4 separate regions of the Mus musculus genome follow, and all the other regions are linked to region 1. The links are chromatin contacts, called in public Hi-C and HiChIP or PLAC-seq maps. All regions are on one chromosome and are shown on one strand. Each heading gives the region's core, a stretch centred on a gene start, on an enhancer-like site or on the middle of the called end of the contact. The rest is flanking DNA. Distances are from core to core; before and after follow the strand shown.

Region 1 (7,001 bases), core at 3,341-5,840:
AACTGAACCCAGGACTTCATGCTTGCTAGCCAAGCACTCTGCCAACAGAGCTACATCCCCATTCGATCCTCAGGGTTAATATAATGAATTATAAGAAGAGGAGGAACGGGGTGTGATCACTCAAGCCTGTAATCCCAGCATATGGAAATTGAGGCAGGAGGTTGGCAGGTCTGAAGTAAACTTGGGCTACACAGCAAAATCCTGTCTCAGGAAAGAAAAGAGGCCACAACTTGGCTAAGCCAAGAAGAGTCTTAGTAGAAACCAAATCAGCCAAGACCTTGATCTTGGATTTTCTGGACCCTGTGAGAAGCAAGTCTCTGCTGCTAGAGTAACCCTGTCTGTTGAGTTCATCATGGCTGCCAAGCTGACCAAGATCCAGAGCCTTCCTCTTTTTATAGGGGATTAAAAGGCCACATCTACTCGACTTTCCTTTTTTCTATTGTCCAAAAGACCGACATGGAAGACTACTACTAAGAATAACCTCTTCCGGTTAAGGTGGGAAATGGCCACCCCTGCCATGCAATGCTCTCCATCCCCAGCTGGTGGCGCTGCTCTGAGAGGTTGTAAAACCTTTGGAACTTTTGTGTGTGGCTGGGGTTAGGTAGGGGTGGTGATGAGGTTAGGGGTGGGCTTGAAGGTGATATCCCAGGAGCGCTAGCTCCTCCCCTCCCTCCCTCCCTCTCTCCTTCCTGATCTACCTAAGATGTGAACAAGACCCACGACCCAAGTTCCCATGGCCACCCAGGAAATCCTCTCAGCCAGGCTCATCTCTGCCGTGATGGATTGTTCTCGCTGACTCTATGAGCTAAAATAAGTCTCCCCTTCCCTAAGTTGCTTCTGGCAGGTGTTTTGTCACCGTGATGAGAAACTTCACTAATATACCTGTATTTCAAGGCAACTTGTTTTCTCAGTTCCTTTGGGTAAGATAATGATGCTTTCTGAAGGTCCCTACTCTCGTGGCATGGGGGAGGGCGGGTTGGGGGGGGAGAGTCTACCTATCCCTATCTACAGCACCCTGAGTTCTAGTGGACAGGGAACTCTAATCCAAGAAGGAGTCGCTGAAACCGTGGTGCTGGGAAGAATATACAGGGTCTTGAATTTTGTTCTGAAAATCCATAGGTTGCGGATCGCCTCGGCCTTGGCTCCTCTCTGCTCCCTCATTTCTCTTCTGAATGGTGTGATGTCTGGTTCTTTGGCTCACTGTTTCTGCCTTCTCAATGTCAGCTAAACAGCCGTGGGCGTGGGCTTCACAGCTGGGGGTGGAGCCTTGCAGCTTGAGCAGCAGCCCCCACAGACAGTGAAGGACTTGGGCGACTATGTGTGCTGGGAGTGGAAGCGTCCGTCTGTGCCTCCAGGGTGTCCCCACTGGTCCCTGATGCCACCCAGTGCTCATGGAACACACAGTCTGATCCTGTAATTGAACACTCTGTTCTAGCTCCTGTTATGCTAGAAACTGAAACAGAAAAAAAAATTTTTTTAACACAGTAACCACATCAAAAAGCTGACTCTGCCTGACCTATCCTGAGCTCTGTTTATATGGAAGGGAACAGAGGCTGGGCTCCGTGTCCAAGGCTGGGAGTAGAGAAGGGGGTAATCTTCTGTGATAGCAAACAGGCCCCCCATTACCTACTCCAGCCATTGTCTTCCTCCTGGACACAGTAGTGATGCGTCCCCTCTGTGATAAAGTTTCCCCGGCAAATAACACCCATTCGCTAACCATGGAGAGGTGGTCCTTGTGTGCCGTGGGCGTTTTCTTAGGAGAGGTACCATTTTACCCACTTACCTGCTGGGGGGGGGGGTGTTCTGGAGCAGCCAGGACTTCCTTCTCTTTTGAAGTGAATTCTGCTGCTGCTGTCTGCATCGGTCTAGGTTCAGAGGCAAACACAGGGAGAAAAGTCTTGCCTAAGGACTAATCCTAATGGTGGAGGGAGATGGGATCTAAATAAAGGAGGAGACCCAGCCTGTCCCCAGAGCATTGCAGGAGAGCTGTATCCTGTATCTGTAAGTCCAAGCGAAAGGGTGGGGGTGGCATTGGGAGCAGAGTGGGGTGCAGAGCCTGAAAAAGGCACACAGACCCTCCTGGTGGGGTACCCACAGTAGCTTCACCTTCTGCATATCTCTCTCTGTGTGTGTGTGTGTGTGTGTGTATGTATGTGTGTGTGTGTGTGTGTGTGTGTGTTTCTAATGTGAAGGTTCACGTGTGTTTACATTTGAGTGACGGCCACAGGGCAACCTCAGCTGTCTACCCGCAGGTGCTGTCCACCTTGCTTTTTAAGAAAAGCTCTCTCATTGACCAAGTTGGTTAGACTGGCAGGTCAGACACCACCAGGAATCCACCTGTCTTTGCCTCCCTAGCACAGGGATTTCACATGAGCACCACCAGTCTGGCTTTCTGTGAGGCGGGTTCTCAGGGAGCGTATAAGACTCAGGAGCTCCAATGATTTATCCACTGAGCTCGCTTCCTAGCCCTCCTGTGACCTTCTAACTATTCTAGGGGCACCAAAAACAGGGGAATGGTGTCTGCAAGTGGCTTTTCCAGAAACAAGTTCCTCTCAGAGGGATAAAAAGAAAACTACCTTTCTGTGGTTGCATAGGCTGATTCCCCGCCCTACCCGCCATGCTCTCTCTTTTCCAGATGGATGGAGGCAGGCTGGATGAGAGCTTCGGGGATAAGGACTCCCCTTAACCACATGAGCATGGAAGACAGCCCACAAAGACAGGAGAGCACCCTCCCTTTCTTCATCCTATCCCGGGGATAAAGCGTCTAGATTTGTAAGGACACACTTGCCTGTTCAGAAGGTCTGCTCTTAGGATGAGCACAAATGCTATTTGGAACCTGAGCAGCAGCTAGCTCAGACTCTTGCAGTTACAAGTCTGGGCACTGGACCCAAATGGAGAAATCCACCAAGGTTTCAGACGTTGGTACCCACACGAACTCCAGCCCAAGGGCACAGACAGTGTCTCTGCTCCGATTGCTGGCTAAGAAGCAATTGCTGCAAAACTGACTCTCAGGCCCCCTCTGTGAGCAAGCCCTGTAACAACACCCTAAAGAACAGCTGTTTCTGATGGGATGGGCAGGGCCTGAGCTCTCAAGCGTGTAGTTCAGAGTCTGGGGCTTGGGGGTAGAGAGGCAGAATCTGGGTTTCTCAGAGATGGGAGGGGCGTGGCCACCTAAGGGGGAGAGATCTAGGCTGCTTATCCCCAAAGCCACTCCTCAGTCAAAAACTCAGTCGGATAACAAGCCCTAGGCCCGGACTAGGTTCAGACTGCCAGGGAGAAAGACAAAAGCAGGGTTTGAAGTGGACGAATGTAAAGCTGAAGACAGGCAGGCTAGGTTTTTCGTCTATTTCCACTAAATGCTCAAAGCTGTTCTTCCAAGGCAGGTGAGGAGAGAACAGTAGAGCGATGAGAGGTGTTCAGTGCCTGCGTCCATAGCGATGAGAAGAGGCTTGGGGACTGGAGAAGATGAGGCAGAGCTCTCGAAGTCAGTGAGATGCCTGAAGGGCAATGACCAGAACTGGAAGACCACAGGGGTGTGTCTCCGAAGACCTGGGCCCTGGAGGCATGAAGAGAAAAGCTGGCAAAGGTGACGGGCCTCAACCCTTCCTTTTCCAGCCGAAATACCAACCTTGCAAGACTGATTTTTTTTCCCAGCAGGCTCAGTGCCAGGGACTACACCGTCTTTTAGGAAACCCACGGAACTGTTTTAATTTCTTTTAAAATCAGGGGAAAAATTAAATGAACTTTTAAATGAAAGAAAATGTTTTAATATGTAGTAATATATTTGTTTTTACGCCAACACAGCCGCAAAATATTACTTTTAATATTTTTAATAGAGAAAAGAGCCCACGGAGGTAGAGGCGTCTGTTGCCTGTAAGTACAACTGTTAAAGGGGTCTTCCAGCTCCTGGCCTTCCCACACTAGAAGGTACATTCTGCTCCCTTCCCTGGGCCACGAGGGAGGACCCCTCTGGCTCTCTCCTTTGTGTCTCTGCTGCTAATGTGCCTTTAAAGGGGGAGCTCAGAAGAAGAAGAAGAAACAAAGAACGCACGAGTTTGGCACCAACTTCACTTTCTCAGCCTTCTGCAAGTCCCAGGCTTCCCCTTTATCTTGCTCTCCGCCCTGAGCGTTTCCAGACTTTTAAAGAGTCTGACCTGGGAAGGAAAAACTGGAATCAACCGGTTGACACCCCCCCCCCCCCCAACACACACACACACCCTTCCCAAACTGTTCTGCCTGGTCGAATCCAGAGGGGTACTGGGGGCTTCATCCTATGGGAGACTGGGATAAGGCCTTCTAGGGAGGAGTGAGGGTGGGCTGAAGCTAGAAGACCGGGCCAGAGAGAGCGGCTCGCTTGCAGCCCGCGCTACTGCCCTCCGGTGGGTCCCGGAGACGCCAGGCGTCCGCGGCCGCGCACACGGATTGGGTTTCTGCGGGGCTCGCTCCCGGGCCTGGCTCGGGGCCGCCGCCGCCCCCTCCCTGCGCGCAGGCTGCGCTCCAGTCGCGGCCACGGGGTAGCGCTCGGCCCCCCTCTCCGCGTCTCCGCCTCCGCCGCGCTCGTCTCCGGCTCCCGCTGCCCCCGCAGCTCCAGCTCGGCGCAGGCAGACTCTCAGGCTCGGCAGCAGAGCAGCTCTGAGGACGCTGAGCCCGGGCAGCCCAGAGCTCCAGGCTCTGCGAGGCAGCTGCTGCCGAGGTGGGCGAGCAGCAGGCGCGGCCGAGGCGCGGGAGCAGCCGTGGAGACTCGGGTCCCCGCGCCGGGCGAAAACGCCGGGGGGCCGAGGCGGCGCCGAAACCCCGGATCCCAAAGCTGCCGGCAGGGCTTTCCCGGTGCGGCTCGCGCCGAGCTCCATCCCGGGTGCGGCGGAGAGCAGGACCCGCCGGTCTCCTCCTCAGGATCGCCCGCAAGAGGCGCGGTGCCCAGGCGCTGGCTGGAACCTGGGCCGCCCAGCCGGGTACCCGAACCGGGCATCCATCCCTGCCCGCAGCTGGCGCAGACATGGGCGCACGGGGCTGCGCGCCGGGCCGTGGGACCCGCAAAGTTTGCTAGCCGGAGGTGCTCAGAGCCTAGGGCGAGCCCCGCACCGAAGCCCCAGGGGAGGTACCCCCGAAATCACTGAATTGGGCACGAGGACCGTGGAGCTGAGAAGGGTGGCTCGGCCCCGCTTAGATGCCTTCTGCAAAGTTAGAAGAGAAGAAAACTTCGGCTCCGGGGAGATTCGGACCGTTATGCTAACCGCGCCCCCCGAGCCCTGCGCCCCTTCTAAAAGACACCCGGCGCCCGCGCCTGCTACTGTGCTCCGCTTACATCAAGTCCCAGGGGCCCGGCGCCTGGAACCGCGGTGACTACGTCGGCCCGGGAGAACCCAACCAGGGGGCGGGGAGGGGCGGGAGGCGGGCAACGTGGCCACCAGGAGGAAGTTTCCTGAAGTTGTCCTCTGATTCGGGAGCTCATCCAGCGACCAGGCCGGATCGCAGGGGTCGCCCTGCCTATGAGACGTAGTCTGAGTCGGGGTGCTAAGGGATACAGGCACCCCGAATTTGAGAGGAGGCTTGGCCTCTTTCTGCTCTCCCCCTCGCTTTACGGAATAGCCAGCGCAGAAAGAGGGGAAAGCATTTGGGGTCGCCGGTGCGGCCCCTACGGGCATAGCGTCCAGGACTTGACCACACAGTCTCCCGGGACTCCAAAGGATTATAAAGCAACTCGCAAAGAGGGGGCACTTTAGAGGACCCCTCGGTCAGCATGTTCAGCAGCATGTGGAGGCTGCCGCTCTGGACTCTACTGGCCCTGCATCGGATCCACTCGGCCGGGGCCCAAGGTACGGTATGGGTGACTTTCTCCACGTGGAACTGGAGAAGGGGTTTGGGTGGGCAGAAGAGAGGTAACCCCCCTAAGACACCGCGTTTGGCCCAAGCTGGACCATCTCTTGTACGTCTCAATGCTCCCCGCTTCTTCGACTTTTGGAGCTCTGTTTGGGGTGGGGCAGTGTCTGATACTTCTGACCTTTCTGGACCGGAAAGGTGAGGTTACGGGGAGGTGGACCTTTGTGGATACTCTCTGGTCGGGGTAGGAGGGGCGCGTCATTCTGTGTCTTGGCTCCATTGAACTCCCTAAGCTCCTGGTCCTGCTTGACGTCCGAAAGGAAGGGCAAACCATGGCAGGCAGGCACTGTGTGGTCCCAGGGCGAGAAGATGGGGCGGGCAGAAGCTGGGAAGAAGCCGTAGTGGTGGCTCAGGGTGCCCGCTTGATTTCCCCTCAAGAGCAGATACTCTGGTTAGCCATGTATGGGAGCCCGCGCCTGGCTGCCTGGCCGGCCGTGGCCGCGAGAGCTGGGGCGGTTTGGCGGCATGGTCCCGGAGCCCAGCGGCGAGGACAGCGGCAGACCCAACCCCCACCCCACCCCGACACACCCAACGGGCAGCCCCAGCCTCCAGCTTCCAGGACTAGCTGGATGCCTGGCCACTGCTGCTTTGATCTGTAGCGGCCCAGAGCAGACAGCCTGGTGAGGAAGGGCTAGTGGGTGTTCAGTGGGTGTGTTGAAAGGAGGTGCGATGGGGTTGTCCCTCCCCGCCTCCTGCAGCGGATGCCCGCGCGTCTCTGGGGTCCCCTGGAGGGTCATGGTAGGCTACGGCGGCGGCTGCACCCGAGCTTTCTTGCGTTTGGGGTTCGAGGATCCAGATGGTGGTGGCCGTGGTGGCCGAGCGGCGCCTGCTGGGGGCAAAGGGAGAAGTAGTCTAGAGTGAATCCCCAGACTCATCGGTTCAGCTTTAGATTTCCTTCGGCTTTCCAGGCTCACAGAGAAGCCAGACCTACCCAAGAGCCAGGGGCTTCAGGGCTTCGGTAGGGACTGGGATGGCGTCGCAATCCCCCTACAGAGCCTTTCTCCACTTCTGGGGTCCCAGAGCCTCGGAAAAGAAGGGTCCCTACTTTGTCCCAAGTCAGGAAATCCTCAGAGCCAAGATCAGAGATGAAAACGATCAGTTGTCGCTCACAGGGCTGAGGA
Region 2 (6,947 bases), core at 2,148-4,647, 190 kb before region 1:
GGAGGCTGGCCTGTCCTTTGTTGGCAGAATGACCAGGTAGCATGTGACTTGTCCTAGGGAGTCGTGAACAAATATCTGTTCACCTCAGATAGGAAATCAATGACAGACTGAAGGAATGATTCATACTCACATCCAGCTTGGTGAGCCTGTGGGGTTTTGGGGGTTCCTTAGTGGAACATGGGGACCCAAACATGACTGCATCACCCCACCCACCCAGTGTGAATGACCATTCGTGAAAGCTGCTTCCCTGGACTTCCCTGTGGACTTTCAGGCTGCTCAGCTGAATGGAGAGTCACCTCAGCAATTGTTTGCTGTTCCTATAACCTCCTATGAGAAGGGGCCTTGTCAGTTTTGTGACTTTATGAATTTCTAGAACCTCCGGAGCCTCTCTCCTCCCTCCGGGGGCAAACATGCCAATTTGGAGGCAATAGGTGGGTAACATTGGAGCTTTCTGGGATAGGGTCTGGTCATCCATGGGCTAACTCAAATTTGTCCCCAGGTCCTGTCAGAGTTCGGCTGTAAGAATGGAAGCTTCTTAACTGCAGGATAATTGACATGCATTTACAACATGGAATATTCAGCTGTTTAAGATATATAAAATTCTTAGGTAAAAGGATGAAGGTGGAAGCATCGCCCTTTCTGACCCAAAAGACAAACACTGTATATTTTCTCTTATATGTAGATTTCACTTTTAAGCTTTAGATTCCGGTGTTTTGCTTAGAATATCTATGGAGGCAAGGTATTTCATAAGGGACTGGAGAGGAGGAAGGGATCTTTTAAAGAAAGGGAAATAGACCACAGTGTTATAAAGGGATAAAGGGGAAATTAAAACAGGAAGATTAAACGGGGAGGGGGTGGGGGAGAATACAGGCAGAGACAACTAACACTAAAGGCCTTTTGAAGAGCCATGTGGAAACTTACCACCATAAAAGCTTCTTAAAATACATACACATATGAAAAGAATTTAAATGGAGTTCCCATATAATAGGAGAGACAATGTCTCCTATTATAGACATCAAATACCACCAAGAAAAAACCCCAGTGCCAGGAATGGGTCTTATCTTGTTGAGTTATTGGCCAAAGGGGATCCATAGACCACCCTCCCAAACATTGCAGGCTATAGTCAGTGGTGTTGGTGATCCTCCATGACCCTATAGCTGAGGACATCACATATGTCATCAAATGTGGAAGAATTACATTGGTGCTCAACTAGAGGGTTCGTCTGTACGGACTAGCCACCGTAGTGCTGGAAGAGGAGAAAAGTACTTGTCAATCAATCAATCAATCAATCAGGGTTACCAGCTTTGAGCCCTGTGACCTACAACAGTGGCATGAATGTTATGGAAGCAACACACCGCTGTTTGATTGGATAACAAGGTGCAGGGCATGAGCTGAAACTGACACCAGACATGGTTAATGAGGCCAAGAATCTGAGATCAGGTAGACCATGGGCCCTAGAAAAAAACTACCACAATTTTTCTTTAGAACATAGGGATAAAAATGGCTACCAATGGCATATTGCTATCTTCATAGATCAGTGTACTGCTCAAGCCTCATCAGAGAGACTTCTTTTTGTAGTAATTGGTAATTAGCAGAGAGACACACAAAGCCAGACAATACACAAACAGCAAGAGACTTTGGAGCACTCGGCCCCAAATAGGTGTTTTTAAGCAAACTCCTCCCTGAGCCTGGGTCTATGAGGAAGAGAAGACAGAAGTAAGAGCCTGAGGTGACCTCAAGGAAACAGTGTATTCAGACACTGTAAGGTGACCTCACAAAGACTGTGACAGTATGCACAAGACCTTCCTATTATAACCAGACAAAATCCCAGCACGGAGAAGAAGTAGACACAAAATCCTACCCCTTACTAAGGAGCTATTTGTAATTGATACCTGATAGGAGAGGGAAAATCCGTTTTCTCTAACAGAGTGGCACTGGGTATATCAATCAAACCACACTCCTGGGCAGGCCTTATGCTCAGGAGCAAGTTAGCCAACACAGAATGGAATTTATAGTTTTGTGTGTGCGCCTTTTGTTGTTGTTATGGTTTGGTGGTTTTCTATATTTTGTGTTGACTTGGGGTGGTCTTTTTTTTTTTTTCTTATTGGGGGAAAGAGTGTTCATGAAGTTGAGTGGGTAGGGAGGTGTGGAGGACCTGGGAGGACGTTGGGGGTGGGGACAGACTATGACCAAACTATACTGTGTGAAAACATTATCAAAGGGAATGGAAACTCCCAGATCTTCTTTAGAATGGACATATGCCATTGGCCATAGCAAGATAAAGGGCGGTTCTGACTCAGGAGCAGCTTCACGGGTTCAATGGCCCCTCCCCAGCATCCATGACCATCCAAAACCCCTAGAATGTGACTTGACTTGGAAACAGGGTCTTTGAAGGAGGAATGTGAATCTGCAGTTAGTGGTCCTAGACTTCAGATAAGATTGAACTATAACAGCTTCCCTTACAGGAAGGGAAGTCAGAGATTGGAGATGCAAAGTGGGGGCTTGAAGTAATAACAGCCACAGCCAAGGAGCGACAAAGATGGCAGCTGCCTTCTGAAGCTGGAGAGAGGCATGGGATAGGGTCACCACTGGAGCCTCATGACCCCAATGACAGCTTGACTTTGGACTTGGCTTACCTGAGTGTCTGGGTCTGCAGCAGTTATGAGACACCCAGACAGGGGGACACAGACTCCACTTCTTTGGATCAGGGGGAGGGGCCAGGAAGGTGGACTGGAGGAGAGCTGCTTTTTTTCTCAGCTCCCAATCCACTATTGGCATTTACCTTCAAATCAAAGAGCAGCCATCGGATGCCAGACACCAGCCTGCCACAGCCCGCTGGTTCTATTTCGGCACAGGCTCCTGAGAGAGCTTGCACGAGGTGTCGTCGCTCTCACAGCTGCCTCCCTTGCAACAGCCTTTCCTCACCACATATTCCTCACCGCATCCGGCTGGACTTAGGCCATGTCAGCTCTGTCTGAGCAAAGCCCAGGAAGGCAGGGTGGCTAAGAGACAGTGCTGGGTGTCGCCTGAGCTCCTAGGGGCATCTTTCTCACCTCCAGTTCAAGTGGCCTGGGCTAACCTGGACTCCTGCTCTCTCCAAAGATCCAAGCCTGTCTCCAGTACATAGGAGGGGACTCTGAATTGCCAGGAAGACAGTTTGGAGAGACTTTGGGGGCTTGCTCTTTTGGGAGACTACAGCATGGAATCACCAACCCATGTCCTCAGAATCCCCACCAGACAACAGCATCCCTGACACAAAGGTGCCTGTATCCGCTTCTTAAGAGCTGTCAGCGCTGAGGAGGCACCGTCAACAACACTGCCAAGTCCCTGGGACTCTAGGCAGAGCAGAGCACAGCTCACAGGAAGGCTGTGTGGGAGAACTTTCCCACCAATCGGGGAACTGCATTAAGTCAACAGCACTGGCCTCGGGGAACTCCTGGCTCATGGGATCCTGCCGCAGCAGCCTCCTCAGTAGCTGAGATCATGGGTAAGGCACCATGCACCCCTGAGCACAGCTTGCCAAGGCACCAAGGGAAATGGTGAAGTGGGAGATGGAAACAAGAAGTGGGGGCTCTAGGGGAAGGAGGTGAAGAACAGACCGAAGAGCGTCCTCCAGCTTGTGTTGGTTTGGAACCCCAGAACATGATCTTTTGAGGGAATGAAGCCTCCATCCTTGTGCTTGGTGAATGTGCAGGCATGCTAGAGTAAAGGGGTGCCAGAACCCAATAGCTAGTACCACAGCCCTCCTAAGAAGAAAAGAAACCGGGTATGCAGCTCCAGAGAGAGCCCACACATAGCAGAAGCAAAAACAGATGTGACACAGAGAGGCAGGGAGGACCCCTGTTCCAGAACCTTCAGAGGGCTGTGGCCCTGACTGCACCATCACTCCAGCCTGGAGCCTCCAGGGCTCTGAGAGAATCACACCCAGTTACTAGAAGTTTCTAGGCTGTGGTATCTTGTTACAGTGACCAACGGAGACTCAGATGAAGTTATACAGCAGGTGGAGTGAGTAGAAGATGTGGCAGACTGTCTGCCCTGACTACTCTCCTTCCTCTCTTTCTCCCCTGCCCCGCCCCCTTTCCTGCTTGTCTTTGAACTCACTATGTAGACCAGGCTGTCCTTGAACTCAGGGAGATCCACCGGCCTCTGTCTCAAATTCTAGGACTAAAGGTGTGTGGTGTGTACTACCACACTCAGGTTGATGCAATGTTTTCATGAGGAACTTCAAACCACGTTCTTTTCTTTCTTTCAAGAACCTTCAGTGACTTTTCACTGCTCTTAGAATAAGACACAAAGTATCCCAGTGTCTCACAAGAGCCTGCTTGCTGGGTTCCAACCCCATCTAGACCTATCTCTGTCCTGGCTGGTGAGGCTGCCACCCACAACACCTTTTCTGCTGCCCCAACAACTTTCTTTCAACTGTTTCTGTACCCATCTTCAGATGGTTAGATATGGAGCCACTATAGAAGACACAGCAATGTCTGCTCTAGGAAATGAAAGAAGTATATCTAGAACACCTTGCATGTGGACGTTTACAGTGTCATTGCTTGGAGTAGCCCTAAAACAGGCATACAACAAATCTCTACCAGGTGGATATGGAACACATGGTCTGTCCCTCCTACCCAGTAGAAGGGAATATTATTTAGCTAGGAAAAGGAATAAAGTTCTGACGTTTTTTGAAACATGAGCCAAACAGGTTAAGTGAAGGGATGCCCAAACAAAAGACTACCTGAGAGCCTGCCATTCTGTTGTTGTTCTGTCTAGAACCTGAGACTCCACTGTGGCGAGCTGATGAGTAATGGCTTCAGATTGGAAAGGGGCAAGGGTGTAGGAGGTATGGAGTCTCTTTCTCCGCTGGTGTAAATGCCCTATACCGACAATGTTAATAATGTATTGTGATGGCTATTCCTGGTTGTCAACTTGACTACATCTGGAATGAGATACAATCCAGAAATGGAGGGCTCACCTGTGATCTGGATCTTGAGGCTGAAAGACTCAGGCTTCTGACCTAGATCTTGACAGGGAGGTCTTGAGGGACAGTGGCCATGAAAAGCTTAGGCCCAGGCAAGGTAATACATGCCTTTAATCCCAGGAGACTGAGGCAAGGAGACCTCTGAGTTCAGAGGTCAGCCTTGGACAAAGCAAGTTCCAAATCCATGCATGGTGGTACTCACCTTCAATCTGGGCCACAGAAGCTCCAACCTCTGTTAGTGAATTGGTAAGGATGATAAGGTTCCAGAAACAGCTCTAATGTCACACAAAAGGACATGGAAGAATGCTCGTACTAGCCAACACACCTGTGGAACCTACTTCTCCAGGATTCCAGCTTACACAGAAGACCAGCTGAGACAACTAGCCTCATGGGACTGAGCAACTATTAGCTTCTTGGATTTCCCATTCGCAGCTGCCCAGTGTTGGGTTGATCGAACTACAGATTGTAAGTCATTGCAATAAATTCCTTCAATATAGAGAGACATTCCATAAATTCTGTAAAGGAGGGGAGGCAGAGAGGGGGCTACAAAGCCTACTGAAGGCAAACGGTGGGCGACCCCTCGAATAGGCAGCAAGAAGGGGGAAGAACAGCTATTGGCTGGAGGCAGTGTAAGCAATGGATGAAGAGACCAACAAAATGGGAACTGTCCAGCTAGGGGGATCTTACTCTCACTAAAAAACATCAAGCCAGGCTGGGGAGATGCCTTAGTGGATAAAGTGCTTGCCATGCAAACTTGGGGACCAGAGTTTGGATGCCCAGCACCTGTGTAGATGCTGGTCTGAGAGGATGTGATGGCCTGTGATTCCAGTAATCAGAGCAGGGAGATGGGGGGCAGGGGGACTCTTTCAGAACAAGCCGATTAGCTGGACTAGCAAAATTGGCACATTCTGGGTTCTAGTGAGAGACTCTGCCTCAATTAGGTAAGGTGGAGAGCGATCAAAGAAGAAACACATCAATATCTGGCCTCCACACACATGTGCCCACACAGTACGAAAACCACACGCATGTGCATGCGCACCACACACACACACACACACACACACACACACACACACACAAAACCATCATGCCAAGTAAAATAAGTCAGGGGCAGTGATCGGTCATCATGATCCCACTTGCACAAAGCTTCTAGAACAAGCAAGTTCACGGAGCAGGAGCCCAGAGCTTCCCAGAGACTGGGTGGGAGGGAAGAGCAAGAAGTTCTCACCTCACTGTTAGTGACTTGGTAGGGATGCTGGAAGTTCCAGAAACAGCCCCGAAAATCACAGTGTCTGAATGCTCTCAGAGCCATCCGCTAGCACACTCCACAGCCACCTGCTTAAGCGGTAAATTATGCGAGATATGACAAAAACAGAGGCATGGGGTCTGTGAAGGGTGGGTACAGATCTGACTTCTGAGATGTGAGGCTTGGGGGCGGGGGCAGCAGTGCTCAAGGTCTGCAGTGGTCAGGAGTGGTTTCATACAACAAGGTACAGATGACGCAACTCTACAGGGTGGAGAGCCAGACAGAGTGCTGAGTTCTAACGGTGCCATTCACAGGATAGGAGAGACTGGCGTGCTGTGCGTCCCCCTAAACATCCAGCTGAGCCTTCCCAGAGCCTCTCTTCCCTTGAACAATGCCTTGGGAAAGGCTGGGCACTTGGGCAGAGGAGAGGTGAGGCTAGAGGTTTAGTTCTGGGAAGGCAAGCTGGGATCTACTCTTGGATGCCATCAGATGCCCTCTGTGTCTTGGGTGAGGGCTGTCTTCTCAGTGCAGAAGGCAGCTGAGGCAGAAGAGGTCACCAGATGTCCTCGTGGCACCAGAACACCTGCAGGTGAGATAGAGCCAGCATAGGGCAGCTTCATCTCCTTTGCTGTTTTAAACAGCAACTTCACTGAGCTGCCATTTCTAAGCCTAGACTCCACTGGCCCAGTTGCTATTGGTGTTTCAATGAATAACTATCACCCTCATAAA
Region 3 (7,092 bases), core at 4,015-6,514, 230 kb after region 1:
TAATGCTGGTGGTTATCTGTCTGGGACTTCCCAGGCCGAAAGCTACAGGCTTTCTCTTTCTATGCCTCCTCGCTGCCGTTTCCTGCTACGTGTGACCATACCATCACCATTATACCAAGACATGAAAAAGGGAGGGAGGTGCTGTATCTGTAGCTTCCCTTGATACCGAGACAAAAACGCCTGACAAAAGCAACGTAAAGAAGGAAGGGTTCACTCTGGCTCACAGCTCAAGGCTACAGCCGTCATGGTGTGAAAGTCACTTCAAAGGGCTGGTCACATTGCATCTGGAAGCAGAGAAAGACAGAGACAGAGACAAAGAGAGAGACAGAGACAGAGAGAGATAGACAGAGACAAAGAGAGACAGAGAGACTAGTGGTCAACCCCATCTCTCCTTATCACTCAGTCCAGCCCTCAGCCTGTACAATAGTTCCACCTGTAGTTAGGGTGGGTCTCCCCACCCCAGCCCAACCTAAAAACTCCCTCTCATATATTCCCAGAGGCTTGTCTTGTAGAGGGCCCTAAACCCTGTCAATTTAACTATCTCAGTTGCTCAAAGACACAGTCTGTAATGGTAGAGTTAGATTCAAACCGATGTTTGGATGGTTTTATCTGTTTGTTTGCTTTGTTGATTGGTTGGGTGTCGATACTGGGTCTCACTATATACCTTTACACTGGCCTGGACTTCTGTAGCCAAGGCTAGCTCCAAACACACTACAGAATCTGCATTCTTTCAGTCCATCCTGAGCCCCAAGAAGTCCTGACTTCCTGGTTGAAAAAGAGGAGCAGCCTCCTGTCTGCCCCCACCCCAACCCTTCTAAGCCTCCCCAGCCATCACTGGCTATGGAGGGCTGTAGGGTCACGTGGATGGAGGACAGTTCTGATCCATATATTTGCATCAAGCCTAGCTTGATTTGTGCAACTTTTCAAGTATTTTATTGCCAAAACTTCCGAGGGAAGCCCCAGCACGCACAGCTCCAGGGGGTCTCGGCTCTCAGATCTGTGCCAGCCTCCCAGTATGAATGTGGTGCCTGCGTGACAGAATCAGAGTCGTTGTCAATAGGCCTTGGCTGTGCTTCTCCTGAGATGTCCCCAAGAACGGCAAGCTGCTCAGCCCCCTCCCTGCCACAGAGCCCTGTTGCCAGGGAGCCACCCTCTTACTTTTTCTACCCTGCCCTCCTTTCTCAGAGCTTCCAGGGGCACCCACCAACCTGGGCATTTCCAACATCGGCCCACGATCCGTGACCTTGCAGTTCAGGCCTGGCTATGACGGGAAGACGTCCATCTCCCGCTGGGTGGTGGAGGCTCAGGTAAAGTCTGCTAGAGGGGGCTCAGACAGCTCCCCAGACCGCCTCAGGCAGCCCTGTGAGCATCCTGTAAGGCAGCAGTTCTCAACCCGTGGGCAAAAATCATATACACATATATATATACACACATATATATACACACATATATATATACACACATATATGTGTGTGTGTGTGTGTGTGTATTAATAGCAAAATTATAATGTATATATAGTGTACATGAAGTAGCAACAAAATTATTTCATGGTGTTCAGGTCACCACAACATGAGGAACTGTATTAAAGGGTCACAGCATGAGGAAGACTGAAAACCACTGCAGATCAGGGCGGGGGGGGGGGTGTTCATTGAAGCTACAAGTACCTGGTATATCAGCTGGTCTTGAAATCAGGCCTGAAAATGTGTTTCTATCCAGCCTGCTATGAGGTCCTAATACAGGAGGACTCAGAGCCACCCTGCAGTCAGTTATGGCTTTTACACCAAGATATTCCCTGGGTGGGGGTGACACCTACTAGGTGCTAGGGCTCAGAGCGTCCCACTTGATCGCAGCAAGTTGGACAGGTCTGAGGTTCCGTTCTCCAGGTGGGCGTGATCGGGGAGGGCGAGGAGTGGTTGCTCATCTACCAACTCGGCAATGAGCCTGACGCCCGTTCCATGGAGGTGCCGGACCTCAACCCCTTCACCTACTACAGGTAAGGCACAGGTGGGAGGGGTCGGGGGAGGGGAGCCGGCAACCCCCTCCATACCTTGCTCATTCCCTCTATCCCACCCCAGCTTCCGCATGCGCCAAGTGAACATCGTTGGCACCAGCCCACCCAGTCAACCTTCTAGAAAGATCCAGACCCTCCAGGCGCCCCCAGACATAGCTCCAGCCAACGTGACTCTGCGCACAGCCAGTGAGACCAGCTTGTGGCTCCGATGGATGGTAAGGCTCCCTCGGGGCCAGTGGGATGGGACATTCACAGGACTGTCCCCACCCTGTATCAATTTGTTGACCTCAAAGGTCACTAGTCAAATATCGACAATTCTTTACCTGTGGCTTAGGTTTGGGAATGCACCTGTTTGGTTTGGTTTTTACTTTTTTTTTTTTCTTCCTTACTAACCTGTACATAGTAGTTCATTGTGCTCAAAGGAGATTTGAGAGTTAAAAGATACTTTATATGGATGGGGGGAATTCACCCAGTTATAAAGTGTTTGTTATACAAGCCTGAGGACCTGAGCTCAATTGCCAGCACCAACCTAAAAAAGCCAGCCATGTTAGCATATGCTTGTAGTCTCGGTGCTGGGGAGGCAGAGACAGGAGGATGTAGAGAGAATCTCTTGTGTTTGTATGGATTTGACACCTGTCGATAATAAATCTGGCTTACAGCTTAGGCAGGAAATACGAGGTGGGACATCCGGTAGGCAGAAAGGATTCTGGGATAGAGCCAGACACGGTAGATTTGCCCAGGAAGATGTGATGGGACAGATGCTTGGTACCTGAGCACAAGTAACCAGCCACTGGCTAAATTCAGAATTAGAATAAATGACTAATTTTAAGTTATGATCTAGTCAGAGAAGAGCCTAGCCATATAGTCAAGGTCCTTCTAAATATATTTAGAGTCTGAGTCTTATTTCTGGGAGCATGGGGCTGGGAGGGAATACTACACCTTACTTCAACAGAAAGATCCCCGGGGCTTGATGGCCAGCCAGCCTCACCTAGCTGTCCAGTGCGAGACCCTGTCTCAAGAAATATTAAATGTAGGGAAGTTGCTTGTGGAAGCAAACACCTTTAAAACCAGCCTCGGATTATAGGTGTGGATCTCTTTGAGTTCAAGGCCAGCCGGCTCTACATAGGGAATGCCAGGCCAGCCACTGATACCTAGTAAGACCCTGTGTCAAAATAACAAAAGAATAGAATAAAAAAGCAAAGTGTCCTCTGGGCACACACACACACACACACATACACACACACACGCGCGCGCGCGCACGCGCGCGCACGCAAGTGTGCGGGGTGGGGGGACCGAGAGGCAGATGTAATGTTGCTGCTTGCTAGAAGCATTGCCAAGTGGCAAACGCCCTAAACTTCCTATCCATTGATTGACCCCTTCCAGGAACCTTGATTTACAGCTAAGAACATGAAAGCTCAGAGAGATTAGGAACTTGCCCACAGCCACCCAAGCAGCCACAAGGTAGACCTAGCGTTTAGAAAGAGTTGGTCAGAGAGTGAGCACACCTGCTGCTGAGGTGGAAGCCGGGAAGGGGCCAGCCCCACAGGTCAGAGCTATGCTTACTTTGAGGGTCATGACTACAATTGACCTGCAGGAAGTAACTTGCTGATGCGCTGTGCCCTTCTGGGAGCTATTCTGGGTGATTTATTCAGAGTCTATCCTTAAAATGTTCTCATCAACCCACAATAGCAGAATGAGGCTCGCCCCCAATTTGCATAGGAAGAAAGTGAGGTCACATAACCTCCCCAGGACCCCCCACATCCTCCTTACACTTCCCAAGTTAACAGCAAAAGACTGAGCCGCAAAATTCACAGCACTGGCCACTGAACACATTGTCATCTCTCAGCCAGGAACCAAAACATTGTGTCTCTTGGGCCACCCTGGCTGGGACAGGGCACCCCAGCAGGAGTCCCAAGCAGTAGTAGTCTTAGAAACTTGTGTAGCAGATAAGAATAATTCTGACAGGCATGAGCAAGAGGAGCAGCTGGCATCCCTGCTCTTTGGGAGACCCAGAACCCTGACAAAAATAGAGCCAACCTGATGGTGCCCCATGGCCTCTCTCATCACACAGCCCTTTGCCTCCAAGAGAGAGCATTCATTGGTTATGTAAACTAGCACAAACCCTCCGGCACCATACATGCCAAGAAGGAGCTGGTGGCTGAGAGAGGACTTGACACCAAGAGCCCCCAACAGACGCTAGTTATTAATTATGGCTCCTCTTCTAGAGGCAGACCCCAAGCAACACTTTGGGGCTAGCCCAGTGGCCCAGGGCACTGTGAGTTTGTAAGTGGGACATTTGGCCTCCTGTGACCTCAACTTCAGCTCTTCTCTACCCACTGCCAGCTTCTCTCTCCCTCTCCCTCTCCCTCTCCTTCTCCCTCTCTCCCCCTTCCCCTCCCCCTCCCTCTCCCTATCCTTCCCCCTCTCCCCCTCTCTCCCTCTCCCCCTCTCCCCCTCTCCCCCTCTCCCCCTCTCCCTCCCCCCCCCTCTCTCACACACACACACACTCCGTAATTGTCTCCAAAGATTTCCAAACATAAAAGTTAGAGAATGGATTACTGGGGTGCTGTGGGGGATGGGAAGTCAACAGCTATGCCATGCAGCCATCTGCCTCATAATGAAACACATGGCCAGTTACTTCTCCTTAACTAGTAGGGGAGTGGCACGCCAGGCCCATCTCAGCCATTTGGGCCCATCCATTTCTGTCTTGATGATCTCTAGCTGATGTCAGTTAAATGTCTGTCGAGGGATATGGAGGTGAAAGGAGGGTAGGTTCGTGAGGCAGGGGCTACAAGGAATTGGATAAAGTGGGTTAGAAAATGATACACTGTGGATTATGGGCACTTAGAGGCCCGAGGAGGCAGAATGGAGGGGAGAAACTGCAGACACCCCAGCTTCAGAGGCGGAGTGGAAGCCAGATTCTCAGCTGGTGTCTGCTGGAGGCCAAAGGGCCACCTCCACCACCTACCAACCTTGCCAGATTCATCCAACCTTAAACCAGTAAGCAGGACCTGTCCTGCTGAGCGATATGAACCAGGAAAAGGATCTGCCTTATCTCATTGCTGAGACTCTAACCAGTAAGAGAAAGATGAAGTCCAGTGGGAGAGCCTGAGATTTGCTCAATAGCAGGACTTCCTGACAGTAACGTGCATATAAGGTGACCATATAAGGACCCCTTCCCCCCAGGTTCCCTCCTCCCAAGGGCAGTGTGAGTAAAGACCAGGTGTTAGAGGCAACTAACAGCATGTGTTGACAGCCAGAGTAAGGGAGTTAGTTAAACAGGAAGACACCAGAGCCTGAGGGCTCTGCTCATCAGCGCACTGGTCAGACAGGTTTTGAGCCTGCTGAAAAGGACCAGCCACGTGAATGACCAACAAAAATGTTGCTTCTCTGGGAGTCCAGTGTGGAGAGTCATGGAAACAATGCTCCACTGGGGATAGCACCTCTTTTGGGCACTGGCTGCTCAACTTGTGGGTGGGAAAGAGGAAATACAGAGTGATCTCCCTCCTAATCCCTCACCTCTCTGCCCCCGCTTTACCCCAGCCCCTCCCAGAAATGGAATACAACGGCAACCCTGAGTCGGTGGGCTACAAGATCAAGTACGGCCGCTCTGACGGCCACGGCAAGACGCTGAGCCACACGGTACAAGACCGAGTGGAGCGAGAATACACTATTGAGGACCTGGAGGAGTGGACAGAGTACCGCGTCCAAGTTCAGGCCTTCAACGCCATCGGGAGCGGGCCGTGGAGCCAGGCAGTGGTGGGCAGGACCCGGGAGTCAGGTACCACAGCTCCTCTTCCTCTGGGACCATCCAAGAGCAGACCATGCTGTGGCCATTTCTACAGACAGCTTAGCAGCTAGCCTCTGTGCTCACCCCAGGGCAGAGCACCCTGCCAGATCTCTAGGTCCCGCAGTGCCGCCCCTCCCCGTGAAAATCCCCACTCTTGGGAAGTGTGCGGGATAACTGGCAGTACTGGCAAGCTGTCCAAGCCTACCCCAGCCACTGCCCCACACACTCAGCCTTAACCCCATCACCCAACCGAGGGATCTCAGAACATTCCAGAAACAAAACCTATCTCTCCTAAGGAGCCTAGAAAGGGGTCTTCCCTCCTACACTATGAGCCCTGATCCAAAGGGAAATCTCATGTGTCCAATTTGTAGTTCATTGTAACACTTTTTTAAGTGTCAGATGTCTCTTCTACCCTCCCTGAGCGCCCACCTTTGCCTTTCTTCGCTATGTGGGCTGGAAAGCAAGGTGGTCCAAAGTTATTCTGGAATCAGTGTAGGCTGAATTCCTGAGCTCAAGGCCAGTCAAGCTATGCAGTGGTATCCTGTCTCAAAACAGGTGAGGGTAGACAGCAAGATGGCTCAGCCAGTAATGACACCTGTCATACAAGCCTGATGACCTGACTTTGATCCCCAGAACACACATAAAGATGAAGGGGAATCAGCTTATCTGTGAGACTGTCCTCTGAGCTCCATGTACACACTGGGACATGCACATACACCCTTTACACATTCCATGGGTACACACAATAAAATAATAATAATAATAATAATAATAATAATAATAATAATAGCATATACACCCTATACACCTACCACACAATATAATAATAACAATAATAATAATAATAATAATAACAACATATACACCCTACACACCCACCTTGGGTACACACAATAAAGTAATAATAATAGCACATACACCCTATACACCCACCATGAGTACACACAATAAAATAATAATAATAATAATAATAATAATAGTATATACACCCTACACACCTACCATGGGTACACACAATAATAAAATTAATAATAATAATAATAATAGTAATAATAATAATAAAAGTTACTGTGAACAGGGAAAAATTTGGGGGCCGGGCTGAGGATATTATTATATTATATTATATTATATTATATTATATTATATTATATTATATATTAGTAGACTGCATGCCCTAAATTGCTTCCCCAGCATAAACTAGACATGATGATTGAAACTCTAATCCCATGATTTGGGAGGTAGAGGGTCAGAAGTTCAGGATCACTCCTAGCAACATAGTGAACTCAAAGCT
Region 4 (6,971 bases), core at 2,080-4,579, 160 kb before region 1:
CTCTGCATGGGTGAGCCAGGACCGTGCAGCCCCACCTCATCCACAGCCTGGCCGCTGCCTGTTGCATGAAGTCTGGAAAGTGTGAGATCTCTCACTGAGCCAGAACTCTGCGTCAGGATCTGCTTAGACATCAAAGAGAAAGCCAGAAGTGGCTTTTCCTCCATTCTTAGCTGAAATTATAGCCAAAGAAGTGTCCGTGAGAGAATCTAAGAGACAGACCCACGGACATAGAGCAGGCTTCCTGACTTCCCCCTCCTGGAAGCCCCTTCTGGCACATAACCTCTCTCCAGCATGTGAAAAGTGCTATTTCTGACGAGTGCTGGTCTTTCACTCTCTCTAGTCTTATTGTGTTGTTCCTTTGGGGGGAGAAACAGTGGCTGCATTGCAGTTGACAAAGTAGCAGGGGAAGACGAGCCGAGACACTCAGATTCTATGGGAGCAGAGAAATCTTCTATGCCACTCGTATCTATGACAGACTCTGAAAGCCAGAGTCCAGGTTGGAGCCTTCTCTAGCTACTCCAATCCTTTGTTGCTCCCCTTGTGTCAATACAGTTGGTTACAGTTCAGATTCAGAGCCTGGGAAAGGATTCTACCCCCATCCGCTCAGGGTAGGGATTCTAAGGGGCTAGCAGTCTATAGGGTTCAAAGCCCACACACAGTGGCCACTTCTCCAAGGCTCCTGTTTACAGTTAGCAGCTTTAGTTGTGCATAAGTAGTTGTGTTTTGAATCTGACAAATGGGGGTGGAAGCAAAAGCTTTGAGTGGGGAATCTCTAGGTCAGTGTCCCCAGAAGTTTCTATAGCGAGGTACACAGGCCAGGGCTAATGCAGCTCTTCTCTACCAGGGCCACACAATGGTGGCGTCTTTCTCCTAGGGTGGGATGTCTGGGTGAAGCGAATGAAAGCTAGGATATCAAATGGGAAGAATCCATGGGGGACAGCCAGCCTCTGGCCGCAACAGTGCAGCTGAGAGGAAAGACAGGCAGCCCCAGCCCTGCTGTGCACAACTCTAGCTGTGCTGGTGAAGCAGGCTCCAGCTGGAGCCCTCCTCCCTGGGCCCCCAGCCAGTCTGGCTAGTGTCTCTACAAGCTGGTCTGGGAGGGTATGGGTGAAGGCTTGAGAATAGAAGGGAATCTGCAGTAGCCCTCCCTCCAAGCCCTGACTGGCTACCCCAGCTCACTGGCAAGGTGAGGTCAGAGGTGTTTCCTCACTCGGATCCTGTGGGCCTCTAGGTCCAATCTGGATGCTTTCTTCTTCTGGCTGCGAGCAAAACCTCATTCACAATCCAAGGGGAGTGATCAACAGACTTGACTGAGGTTGGACGTAGTAGACTGTTGCCTGAATCTACAGGGTCTTGCCTCCCAGCTATGAAGCTACATGCTCTTGGGTGCAAACATCACATAGCTACATACAAACTTTGTGGGTGTCAAGCCATTTGGACACTAAAGCTTCAGTACTTATGTCTGTAAAGTGGAAGTTGTGGGGCAGTGGGTATGGGGGAAAAAGGGAGTGAGAAAACCCACATCCCACCAAAGTTCCAGTGTTTTGGATGGGCAGACAAGGAAGAACTGCCACACACTTTCCACCTGGCCCCCGTGTGGGTGTCTGGCTGTGGGAAGCGACTTGACCCAGCTTGGCAGGGGGTGGACAAGGGGCAGTCCTAGAACAGGTTCTCAGTCTCCAGCATTCCACACTGGATACCGAGGAGGAGCAGAGAAGAAATGGGGGCCCGGGCGGCTCAGTCAGCTCTGGGGCGGAAGGGCAGAGAGGGTAGGGGGAGAGGGAGCGCTGTGTGGTCCCCTGTGGGCGAGAGTCTTTGGTCCAGTCTGTGGCTGGAGTGCAGGAAGGCCTTCCAGTGGGAGGTTAGACACGGTTCTTTAGGGGAAAGCCTATCCCATCGTTCAAGCATGGCAGGCCTTGATGAGCAGAGACAGTCTACGGTTTTAGAGCAGGGAGAAAGAGATAAGGTAGAAAGAGAGAGGCTGGTCATGGCCACGTGGGGGCGGGGGGGGGGGCGCGGGAAGAAGGAGGGCTAGAGATGAGAGTAAGAAAGGTGAAAGAGAGAGTGAGGAGGGGCCAAGCAGTCCCTTTTATAATGGGCTGGGCTATCAGGTAACCGTGGGGAAAAGCATATCTGGTTATCGGCAGGTAACTGTGAGGGTGGAGTCTAGCCAGAATGCCAGGAGCTTGGGACATTGTCTGCGTGACTGATAGTCACAGAATTATGGAGTTGGGGGCTCTGTGGTGTCAGGCACCTGACTCTGGGAACGTAGCTCGCTTTTCTGTCCCTTGTAGAGTTCTCTACTGGATCCCCAGAGCAAGCCTCATTCAACCAAAATAGGCTGCCTATCACAGTCCCACAGGAAGTGTGAGCCCACCAGAGAGAAGGCATGTGCCAGAGAAAGAGTGGAAGGACACTGTCCCAAACCAAAAATCATCTGGCACTACCAGAAGCTTACAGGGACGGGAAAGAGCTTCCTGAGGCTGGTGGAGAGACCCATCCCCACACAAGTCGCTCTGCATCAGAGAAGTGATTCCTAGGGTTGCGTTTTGGAGTCATTGAGGATGGTGTCTGGTGTGGCCCTTGCTGTTCTGTGACAGTTGAGCCACATTCCACAAAAAAAGGAGGCTCCTGACATTTCCTCTTTCTTTCTATCAAAAGAGAGCAATGTAAATAATCCAAAGGGAATTTCAAGTCATTAAAATACACACTCAAAAGGAAGAGGCCATCGGGCGTGGTGGCGCACGCCTTTGATCCCAGCACTCGGGAGGCAGAGGCAGGTGGATTTCTGAGTTCGAGGCCAGCCTGGTCAGAACTCAGAGTGAGTTCCAGGACAGCCAGGGTGATACAGAGAAACCCTGTCTCGGAAAAAAAAAAAAAAAAAAAAAAAAAAAAGGAAGAGGCCAAAACACAATCTGGTGTGTGACCCAAGGTCAGCATTACCAGCTGATTTGTGGGGTGGCCATCTACACCGTGCCCGATCCTTAAAGCATCTCCCAGCTGCCTAGGGTGTGTCCATGACTCGTGAGCAATAAACAACTCCTTCCATGAAGCCAGAAGTCATCAGGTCAGGAACAGCTGCAGCCGATCTGAGGCTCTCTCTGTCAGATTGTTCCTGGAAATGAAAAAAAAATCACGTCAGAGTCAAGAGTTGTAGAGAACTGCTGACTTCCCATCTGGCCCTCAGGGACAATTACTGGTTTGAGAAACCCGTGCTTAGAGCGTATGAAGCAAGCTATTCGACATGCAGTTTCCAGGAGAATAGTAAACAGACATTGTAAGTTAGAAGAGGCAAAATTCCTGTCTTTACTCACGGACTGGTAGTAATGAGGGCCAACAAGCTGCCAGAGAGCCTCATAAAATTCCATCGGGGAACGATAGGGCGGGATCTGTTGAATGGTCACAGGCTGTATTCATTTGATTTTCTGGTGCCCTGATAAAACACTGATCCAAAGGAACTTGGTCCAGGAAACTGTTTATTTGACTTAAAGGTTACAGTCCCTCTTCAAGGGAAGCCAGGACAGGAACTCAGTGCAGGATCCTGGAGGCAGGAACTGAAGAAGGACCCTGGAGATCGCATAATGGTTTGCTTCCCGTGACTCACTCAGCATCCTTTCTCAGGACCACCTCCCTGGGGTGGCACCGCCCACAGCAGGCTGGACCCTCCCACATCAATCAAGAAAATATCCCAGCCGATAGGTTCTTTCCTAGGTAGCTCTAGTTTGTGTCATGTCGGCAAAACCCCATGTGCACTCTGATCCCCAGAGGTCAGGAGAGGGATTACAAACACCACCCACCCGTAGGGTAAGTTCTAGACAGTGGCTGGACCTGTTGGGTGGAAGGATCAAACCAACCATAGGTGACCCTACAGGACAGTTTCCAGGGTATGTGACTGCCTGTCTTCACTTCTTCCTTTTCAACCCTGGGAAGCCACAGAGACTAGGAGAAAATGGATAAGGTCTATCCAGCCACTTCAGGAGTACAGGGGACTGCAGGGGCAGGGGCAAGCAGACTCAGTGCCACCTTCATTCCCAACTATCTCCATGGCTTTCCTCTTGACAGCCCTTCTATTCCTTGTTTTTGGGGAATGCCAGGCAAGCCCCTGACCAACTGAGCCAACACCCCAGCCCAACTTTTTCTCTTTCTAATATACTTCTATACAACAGCTTGGGAAACTCACACACAGTGGCCGGGAGCCCCATTCTTAGAGTTGGACACACTTGGGCTGACAGCCCCACTCTGTGGGGGTCTCTGAACAAGTTACTCACCCTTTTTGCATTACAGTTCTCTCTAGAGCAGTGGTTCTCAACCCGTGGGGCACGGCCCCTTCAGGGACGAGCAACCCTCTCACGGGGGTCACCCAAGGCCATTGAAAAACACCGGTATTTAGATTGCAATTCATAACAGTAGCAAGATTGCAGTTATGAAGCAGCAACAAAATTTTCTGTTTGCGGGGGGGGGGGGGCGGTTTCCCCACAACATGAAGAACTGCATTAAAGGGTCGCAGGATTGGAAAGCTGAGAATCACTGCTTTAGCGTGAAACGGGCATAATGCCATCTTCTTAGAAGTGCTAAGAGAGATCACGGAGAGATGGCCCAGCACGTAAGGCATCTTGCTGCCAAGTTGCTGAGTTTGACCCCTGGGATCCAGATGGTAGAAGGAGAGAGGTGAATCTAATAAGCTGCCCTTGACCTCCACAGGCACATACACCACGTGGCATGCACGCAGCCCACCCACATATAAATAAATAAATAAACTACTGCACTTTTAACAAGGAGAGCTGAGAAAAGCCATTGAGAACATAGGTTGAACATCCTAATCTGAAAATTCCAAACCCCAAATCCTCTGAAACAGAAGGTTCCTGAGTTCTCAGAGGATGTCACAAATAAAAATCCCCACCCCAATCTCGTGTGGAAGCTCATAGCCAAAATGAAGTTATGTAAACCTTCAGAGAGTGACCACTGGGTGAGCCATGCCGAGGACCATAGAAATGTTTCCTGGTTTTCGAATTGGGTCGCATCCTCAAGATGTTTCCTTATGGAAACACAAGCAACCCAAATGTTTGAAAAGAAAACCGTCTGGTCTCAATGCTTCAGACAAAGGCCACCCAGCCTGTGTCTGTCTGTCCCTGCCCATGTGTCTGTCTGCGCCCATTTATCAAGGCTCTTCTTGCCATCATTTATACTCTGATGCAGAAAGGTTTGTCCTAGCTCTGTGTCTGTCCACCTTGTGCCATTTAGGAGCCCTTTCTGCACCTTCCACATGCTGGCCTCGGGCAGCCAAGCTCCTGAGTGGCCATTAATCTACAGTGAGAAACCTTCCCGAGAGCCTTGGCGGGTGGGGTAGGGTCCTTCCAGGGCTTCAGAGGGAAAGGGCTCTGGGTGAATGGGCTGAGAAGACTCAGCCTATGTAAGGAGTGGGGTTTCAGCACAACAATATCCCCTCTCCACCTCCCATTTCTTTTCCCCTTCCCTTCCCCCTTCCATCCTCTCTTCCCCTCCTTCCTCCTTCCTCCCTGTTTGTGCATGTAGGTGTGTGTGTGTGTGTGTGTGTGTGTGTGTATTCATATGAGTATGCAGGTGCATGTGTAGGTGTGTGTAAGTCAGAGGTCGTAGTCAGATGCCTTCCTCTGCTGCTCTTTAATTATTTATTTTGAGTCAGGGTCTGGCACTGAACCTGGGGCATATTGGTTCATCTAAGCTGGCTGGTCAGCAAGCTCCATCGAGCTGCTTGTCTTTGTGACCCCTTGACCCTCGTAGGTGCTGGGGTTATAAGCCCACACTTCTGCCTGTGGTGAGGACCTGGACTCAGGGCCTCAGGCTTCTTCAGCAGGCACGTTACTGACTGAGCCCCCTCCCCAGCCCCTTCATGCTCTTTCTCATGGGAGGGTGGGTGGTTCAGTGCTGGATGGAGAGAGTCTTCAGACCCCATCAGACGGAGAAACCTCCAGGGAGCGTCCGCCCCTCAGGCAGCTTCTTAGACATCACAGCTCTGGGAGATAAGACCCTAAGCCACCTGCAGCCCAGGTGAGAGTGATGTTTTCTCAGCGCTCTTCTCCAAGCTCTGGGAAAGCACCAATTAGCTCTCCTCTGGGCAGCTTAGGGGCAGCCAGGGCAACCCCTCGTGGAGGGCAGCCTTTCTCCTCAGAAGCAATTGGAGCTCAGATCCCTCTCTGGCTAGATGTGTGTCAGAGGGCTGGCATCATGTGCCCTTTACTGTGGCCAACTTAGAAGTGCAAGATACGGTCAGGTTTCTCTTTCTTTAGCTCTCTGTGTGTGTGTGTGTGTGTGTGTGCGCGCGCTCGCGCGCGTGCGTGCACATATATATCCAGAGACAAAGAGGAAGTGAGTTGAAGAGGGGGCTGATGACTGAGAGAACTCACGAGCACATAAGGTATGAGGAAGAGAGAGGAAGATTTCACAGATTTTAAATATAGGAGGATAAATATTTGAAAATCTGCGGAGCTGTGCATGTGGGAAGATGCAGCTCAGACTTATGGAGTCAGGTCCCGGGCTGTGACATCCTCATTCTGAAATGCTGGGGAAAGAGGGTGGTGAAGGACGTTCTCTGCTTCTGTCTCTCTTCACACACACACACACACATGAACACACTCGGTAGGGAGGAGATATACAAAGAATAGACATAGATAAGCACTTCACTTCACATCCAAATCTACAGACACACGAACACACTTAAAAACACCATGTACACGTGCACCGTCAAGGCTCAGAGGGTGAGGCCTTGACAGGGCAAGCCCCATGACCCGGGCTTGACCCCCAGAGCCCACATAAAAAGCTGAATGTGGTGGTAGGAACCTGAAGTCACAGAAGTTCTGTTGGCAGATAGGAGGCTGAGACAGGAGGATCATGGGCCCTGGGCCAGCTGCCTTGAAGTATTCAGTGCAGCAGAAATGGCAAGATGGTTTTGTCTCAGTCAGGTAGGAGAGGAGAACCAGGTCCTGAAAGCTGTT

Evidence for each region. Hi-C and Micro-C count contacts between places; a contact is called where the count stands out from the background. HiChIP or PLAC-seq counts read pairs in DNA pulled down with a chosen protein or histone mark.
Region 2: a contact with region 1 is called in a Hi-C map of cerebral cortex, with 2.1 times the contacts expected there. The contact joins the enhancer-like site here to the promoter of Sdk2 in region 1. A contact is called at or near these places in 3 of 484 Hi-C or Micro-C datasets (cerebral cortex, cortical neurons and embryonic stem cells), 6 of 115 datasets of contacts at active chromatin or transcription factors (embryonic forebrain, embryonic hindbrain, embryonic limb bud and 3 more) and 2 of 9 other capture datasets (adipose tissue and embryonic stem cells).
Region 3: a contact with region 1 is called in an H3K27ac HiChIP or PLAC-seq map of trophoblast stem cells, with 3 times the contacts expected there. The contact joins the enhancer-like site here to the promoter of Sdk2 in region 1. A contact is called at or near these places in 7 of 115 datasets of contacts at active chromatin or transcription factors (embryonic basal ganglia, embryonic forebrain, embryonic hindbrain and 4 more).
Region 4: a Hi-C map of uterus shows a contact between it and region 1, with 3 times the contacts expected there. The contact joins the enhancer-like site here to the promoter of Sdk2 in region 1. A contact is called at or near these places in 5 of 484 Hi-C or Micro-C datasets (cranial neural crest, embryonic fibroblasts, nephron progenitors and 1 more), 6 of 115 datasets of contacts at active chromatin or transcription factors (craniofacial prominence, embryonic forebrain, embryonic stem cells and 2 more) and 1 of 9 other capture datasets (pancreatic islet).

Annotation. Positions count from the first base shown.
Region 1 is chr11:114,064,618-114,071,618 of GRCm38.p6, reverse strand. Sdk2 (sidekick cell adhesion molecule 2) reads left to right here and starts at 4,590. Exons shown (of 45, transcript NM_172800.3): 1 at 4,590-5,816. The coding sequence starts at 5,741.
Region 2 is chr11:114,254,386-114,261,332 of GRCm38.p6, reverse strand. No RefSeq gene overlaps it. Among named protein-coding and RNA genes, the nearest start is that of Gm11691, 6.0 kb to the right of the region's middle. Within about 2 kb of position 3,397, at least 4 of the 459 cell types and tissues checked have an H3K27ac peak or open chromatin away from gene starts, as enhancers often do. A contact at or near this core is called in cerebral cortex, where this site is marked.
Region 3 is chr11:113,833,518-113,840,609 of GRCm38.p6, reverse strand. It overlaps Sdk2 (sidekick cell adhesion molecule 2), which reads left to right. Exons shown (of 45, transcript NM_172800.3): 22 at 1,186-1,307; 23 at 1,884-1,993; 24 at 2,076-2,226; 25 at 5,555-5,792. Among named protein-coding and RNA genes, the nearest start is that of Gm51930, 33 kb to the right of the region's middle. Within about 2 kb of position 5,264, at least 20 of the 459 cell types and tissues checked have an H3K27ac peak or open chromatin away from gene starts, as enhancers often do. A contact at or near this core is called in trophoblast stem cells, where this site is marked.
Region 4 is chr11:114,226,104-114,233,074 of GRCm38.p6, reverse strand. All of the region lies in intron 1 of Gm11690 (a long non-coding RNA gene), which reads left to right. Among named protein-coding and RNA genes, the nearest start is that of Gm11690, 8.9 kb to the left of the region's middle. Within about 2 kb of position 3,329, at least 20 of the 459 cell types and tissues checked have an H3K27ac peak or open chromatin away from gene starts, as enhancers often do. A contact at or near this core is called in uterus, where this site is marked.